Linked DNA regions of Mus musculus: region 1 is linked to region 2. A link is a contact called in public HiChIP or PLAC-seq data. All regions are on one chromosome and are shown on one strand. Each heading gives the region's core, a stretch centred on a gene start, on an enhancer-like site or on the middle of the called end of the contact. The rest is flanking DNA. Distances are from core to core; before and after follow the strand shown. Region 1 has its middle 43 kb from the start of Gm39359. Region 2 overlaps Smad3 (SMAD family member 3).

Region 1 (2,775 bases), core at 266-2,765, 130 kb before region 2:
TCTGGCTTATGTCCTCCACCCGCCAAGTGGTCCAAGAATTCACTCTTTTTTTGTAAGAGGTTTTCTTCATTATGTAGCCCTGGTTGGCTGTCCTGGAACTCGCTGTGTAGACCAAGCTGGCTGTAAACTCTCAGAGATCTGCCCGCCTCTGCCTCGTGGGTGCTGAGATTAAAGAAAGGCCTGCGCCACCGTCCACTGCCCTCCAGGGAATCTCTCTCGATGGTCTGTATGGCTGTAACACCCGTCCCACTTGCCGTCACATCTTACTGCCTATCCTGACATTCTCCTGGGCTGAGCCCAGGATCTGGAATGAAATGATTACCTGTGGGTTTGACCCTGAGCTTCGGTGACCTTATCTGTGAAACGAATTGGCCTGCTTACCCTGCATCGTCCCCGGGAAGCTCAAGGGTCCTACATAGTTTGCCAGAGCCCATATGCCAGTGCTGAACCTTGCTCTGCAGAGATGATCTCCTCCCATTCAGGGGACAAGGAAAACGAGGCACAGAGAGATTAAGTAGCTTGGACAAGCTCTTCCAAACTATAAGTGAAAAGCCAAGGTCCTAATCTGGGTCCTGGGAGTCGGAATCTAATCTCCGGTTTTCCTAGACACCTCCCTGACCCTAATCTCATCCCCACCCCTGAAAAGAAAGTTCCTATGGGTTTGGGCCTGCCAGGCCCTTGAAGTTCAGGATTCTTCCAGTTGGGGTGGGGTGGGAGGGGAGAAGGGAGGCCATGCCATCCACAGGTACGAACAGGAGTATCTCACTCCAGCTAACGAGGCACAGTGGAGTCCAGAGAACTAAGAGGGTTCAGGCAATTGAGTGTGTGGGGTACCATGGATAGAGCGGTCCTGGTGCTAAGTGATGCGGTGATTCACTGTCTACAGTTAGGAAGGACTCTGTGCCTCCGCATGCTACCCCAGCCAGCCCCCGTGCGGCCCCGTGTGACTCAGCCTGCCTTAGTCAGCGTGCCGGGGGGCACTTGGCAGGTGAGAGCTATGGAGGGAGAGCTGCGCATCAGGGTGAGGATGACTAACCCCTGCAAGCACAACTGTGGGAACAGTCCCTTCCACTTGTGTTGTGTTGGTAGACTGCAAAAACAATCCTGTAGTCATGATTTTGCTGTTCCTGGTGGGTTTTCTGTCATCTTGGGAACTGAATTCCTGGCATTTTGGTTGTCAGCCTTAGCCTTTAAGAGCTGAGCACTTTCTCTACCCCTGTTCTGTCAACGTGGGAAGACAGAAGAACTCACCCTGGGGCCCACAGTCTTAGGAACAGATAGCATATAGGCAGCATGCAAGCCACCCTTCCCTGTGCCTCTGCTGGCAGGCATCATTAATCAATCATAGCACTCTTTCTAGTTCATCTGAGGGAGGCTTCCAGATTTCAATATTGCCCTACAGGCAGCCACTACCAATCGATTAAAGATTGCCATTTGAAGTGGAAGTCAACTGTGTGACTCACAGATGTGTGGCTCAGCCCTAACCTGCCTGTGAACTGGCCTCTTCCTCGGGGAGAGGAGCCCGAAGTCAGGACATTTCCACAGGGTTAGGACAGAGAGTGACCTAATGCAGGCAAAAGCTCAGAACACAATGAGCCCTTAACCAACAGTGATTGGTAGAATTTGCCAGTTTTTTAAGTGTTTAGTGGTATATATGTATGTAATATGGGAAGGGAAGGAGAGAGAGGCTGACTCGGTCCAGCCTCCACATCAGGGTGAGGTGCCTTCCAAACCAGTCTCAGAATCCTGGCTATCTCCGCTGTCCCTTCCCCACTTCAGAAGGGGCATAGACAAGAGGCCCAAAGACTCTCTGAGAACCCCACAGAGAGTTGTTCACCCCATTTCCACTTGTTTCCCTCCCTGTATGGAGGCCTAGAGGGGCAGAGACGCCATCCCCAGAGAACCTTCAGCTTTTCACACCACGGTTCCTTCAGGCCAAGGAACCCCAGCCTTCACGTGGTCTGCTTTGATAGATGAGGCAGTATTCCATTGCTTTCCTCTGACCTGGGAGTTCTCCATCACCCTGCATCAGGAAGCCACTTAGCAGAGACAGAGTCCCAGGAGCCATGGGCCAGCCAAGCCCAGGACAGTCCTGAGGTCTCACCTGGCAGCAAAGAGGATGCTGGGATCCAGCTCTCAGCTCACTTCCAGAGTCAAGGAGGCTGGGAGTCAGGACCAGACGCCACAGTTTTCCATCTGTGTGAGGATAGTTCTAATCACACCACAAGAGAAAGAACAGTTATAATAGTCTAAAGAAAGAGAAAGGAAGGAAGGAAGGAAGGAAGGAAGGAAGGAAGGAAAGAAGGAAGGAAGGAAGGAAGGAAGGAAGGAAGGAAGGAAGGAAGGAAGGAAGGAAGGAAGGGGAGGAGATACGGTGGCTCCTGTCTGTCAGTCACCTAAAACAGCTTAGTTGGCAAAGGCAGGAAAAACTCAAAAGTTAGAGGCCTGCTTGATCTACACAGGGGGATTCTAACCAGACAACAGCAGCAGCAGCAGCAGCAGCAGCAGCAGCAGCAGCAGCAGCAGCAGCAGCAGCAACAACAACAACAAAACAAAAAACTGAAAACCTGGGGAAAGACCGGAAATATTCTGTGTGCTCGTGTGGGTTACAATGCCGTCCTAAGGGCTTGGACATTATTGTCATCGGTCATTATTATCTTGGGTGACTTGGATGCTTTATTGAACCCTGAAGAGGACACTGAGGCCCAAAGGGGAGAAGCAGAGGCCACAGAACAGCTTCCTGAGCCCACTCAGCCTCTGGAGGGAGCTATCTCC
Region 2 (2,700 bases), core at 1-2,500:
CTGATATGCAAGGCTCAGTGCAGGCATGTGCAATACCTGCTGATGTGCATGGCACAGCAGAGGTGTGTGCAGCACCCATCACTTGGAGCTTGGACTGGTGCTGGGTGGATGTATGTAGAGTTCCTGGAGAGGTCAAAGATGAGGGAGACACTGTGAGTCTTGGGGGATTGAGGTCAGGTCCAGGAGGACAGAGTGGAAGTAGTTCCGGGTTGGCCAGAGAGACAGAGCAATGGTGCTGATGTCATAGGGTACCCAGAAGAATGTCGTTACTTAGAGGCCACTGGGTGACGACAGTCAGGGCAAGTGTCCTTACCCACTGAGCCACCTTGTCAGTCCAATATTGAGCTTTTAGTTTTATTTTTATAGGTGTGATGGTACATGTGTCTCTTCTAAGCGCTTCGGAGGCAGAGATAGAGGCAGAGGCAGGTGGATGGATCTCTGTGAGTTTAAGGCTAGCTTGGTGTACACAGTGAGTTCTAGGCCGGCTAGGGCTGTGTAGTGAGACCCTATCTTGAAGAAAAATAAAGACAAAGAAATTGATCATGTCAATGTCACAGTCAGGAACTGGGCACTTTCCAGGGCCTGGAGCTCCCTAGGGTGTCAGAGGGGATCGGAGAAGGGATGAATTTCTTGTATCTCAAGCCCCTGCCTTGACATTGAGTCTCATAACATTCATAGGACACGGCCTTTAAACAAAAAAGTGTTTCTATTTTTGAATCCTGTTTGTTTCCTTTTTGGAAGCAAAAGATGTGACCTCTGTAACACACGGCCATTGTGACTGAAGGGTAGACCTGGTAGAGGTCCCTGCTTAGGATGGTGACTGCATTGGGCAGTCTCTTGGGGGATCTCCTGAAGAGCCAGCTAGCCCATCCTGGGGAATGAGAGGGCTGAGCTCTGTGGAGTGGAGTTGTCTGGCCTCTGGGTAGATGGTAGGATCCATCCTTCACGGACTCCTTGAGTCTCTGAAGAGCAGGTTTTAAAAGAGGGGTGGGTCTCTGCGGCGGCTGCTGAAGCTCTCCCTTTAGAAAGGAACGTCTCAGGATTGCAGGGGGACCCAGGGTCCCTGAATCCATGCCCTTCGTCAGTGCCCCACATCTTGGCATCTGTAGCTTGGTGGATGCCAGGCCCCTGCATCTTTGTGCACAGATACAGTGACCTATTTCCTGTGGCCTCTTCTCCACCCTGCCTGGGGGGCTGGGGTGGGAGGGTAGCTCTCCGGCTGCCTAGGACTCTGAGTCACAACCCCGGCGTGGAGCCCGGTGGGGATTTCCACGCGGCCTCAGTGCTGTCTTCTCCTGTTTCCTGTCAGCCTGTGATGCAGGCTGGCTGCCAGCAAGGGCCCTTGGCACTTCCGGCCCCAGTCACCAGCCTGCCTATCATCTCTGAGGACACTTTAGTCCCCTGCTCTCTTTTGTCCCTGCCTTGCCCTGGATGGGCAGCTCCTGGAAACTGTGAAGGGCTGTAGAGGGGCAGGAGGGAGAGTATGTGGGGAGGGAGAGCTGGAACAGGGGCAGCTCTGCTCAGTCAGGGGCAGCTATACTCAGGCTCTCTTATGCTGATGAGAGCATTCACGAAGGAGGCAGGACAGCAGGCCCTTGTCCATTCAGCTTCTAAGGTCACCAGAAAGACGTCTGATTTCCTTAGGTCTCCCTAAAACATCTATGACTAAACCAGAGGAAGTCTCCTTAAATATCTGCTGTTCTGGGATGAAAAATACTAAGCCCCAGAGAAGTAAGTGGATGGAGAGAGTAGCTCCTAGCTTCGATTTTAAGCCAGGATCTGTCAGGATAGTTTTGGGGAGGGAACAGGGCTTTGGGGGTTGGGTAGCTCTCTGTCCAGACCCTGCCCTGTGAAGAGGAAGCCATAAGACTGCCAGCTGTGACATTGGCATTCTACAAATCTTTTTTTTTTTTTTTCATTCCTGAATCAGGTGACAAATCCCATGAATTGGTTTTGAGGACCAAATCATGTGTTTCAGAGATCAGCCCCCACTCCTGGCATATTGTAAGGCCCATCACAGGGCAACTGTGTGACAGTGCTGCCGTCACCCCTCCCCCATTCCAGCAGTCCTGTCCTGGCACCACATCTGGTGCACAGCAGGTGCTTAGCCCCTGAATCCCAAAGTTGGGGTGATTAGGTTGGACTTACATTGAAGGTCCCTAAAGAATGGGGCTAAGTATGTTTCTGCGGTGACTCTTGGACTGCTAGAGTGGACAGACTCTTAGCAGGTCCCACCACTCGTGAGAACAGGTATGATAGGAATGTCCTCTGGTGTCCAGCAAGCCTGGGAAAGAGGAATGTGTGCTCCCCTGTCCCAGCTTTTAGGTGTACTGCAGGTACAGCTGAAGTGCTGGTTAGGCTCTCACCTTTTTTGTTTAAAGGCCGTGTCCTATGAATGAATGAAGCCAGGATCAGTGAGTGCCAGGGTGCCAGGTGCCTCAAGACTTGTTGATCTCTGCAGGGAAAACATTCACTTTATCCTGAGCCCAAGGAACAGAGGATTGATCGTCTCTGAAACAGACAAACAGATGGGCAGACAATCTATTTCCCTAGGCTGGGAGATTGCTTCATTGGTGAAGGCCCAGGATAAGGGCTTGAGTTCAGTCTCCACAATGAGGCCGGCCAAAGGCTCTTATCTATGCTGAGAACATTAGTGAATGAAATGACACAAAAAGCTGTCAGCCACCCAGCTGCCACTGA

Evidence for each region. HiChIP or PLAC-seq counts read pairs in DNA pulled down with a chosen protein or histone mark.
Region 1: a contact with region 2 is called in an HNF4G HiChIP or PLAC-seq map of pancreatic cancer cells. The contact joins two enhancer-like sites. A contact is called at or near these places in 24 of 484 Hi-C or Micro-C datasets (the AML12 cell line, B cells, the C2C12 cell line and 17 more), 10 of 115 datasets of contacts at active chromatin or transcription factors (the HPC-7 cell line, the NIH/3T3 cell line, T-cell acute lymphoblastic leukemia and 7 more) and 3 of 9 other capture datasets (adipose tissue, embryonic stem cells and liver).

What each region holds. Positions count from the first base shown.
Region 1 is chr9:63,837,766-63,840,540 of GRCm38.p6, reverse strand. No RefSeq gene overlaps it. Among named protein-coding and RNA genes, the nearest start is that of Gm39359, 43 kb to the right of the region's middle. Within about 2 kb of position 1,515, at least 31 of the 459 cell types and tissues checked have an H3K27ac peak or open chromatin away from gene starts, as enhancers often do. A contact at or near this core is called in the AML12 cell line, the C2C12 cell line, the HL-1 cell line and 3 more, where this site is marked.
Region 2 is chr9:63,705,126-63,707,825 of GRCm38.p6, reverse strand. All of the region lies in intron 1 of Smad3 (SMAD family member 3), which reads left to right. Among named protein-coding and RNA genes, the nearest start is that of Gm51710, 25 kb to the left of the region's middle. Within about 2 kb of position 1,250, at least 219 of the 459 cell types and tissues checked have an H3K27ac peak or open chromatin away from gene starts, as enhancers often do. A contact at or near this core is called in the AML12 cell line, the C2C12 cell line, the HL-1 cell line and 3 more, where this site is marked.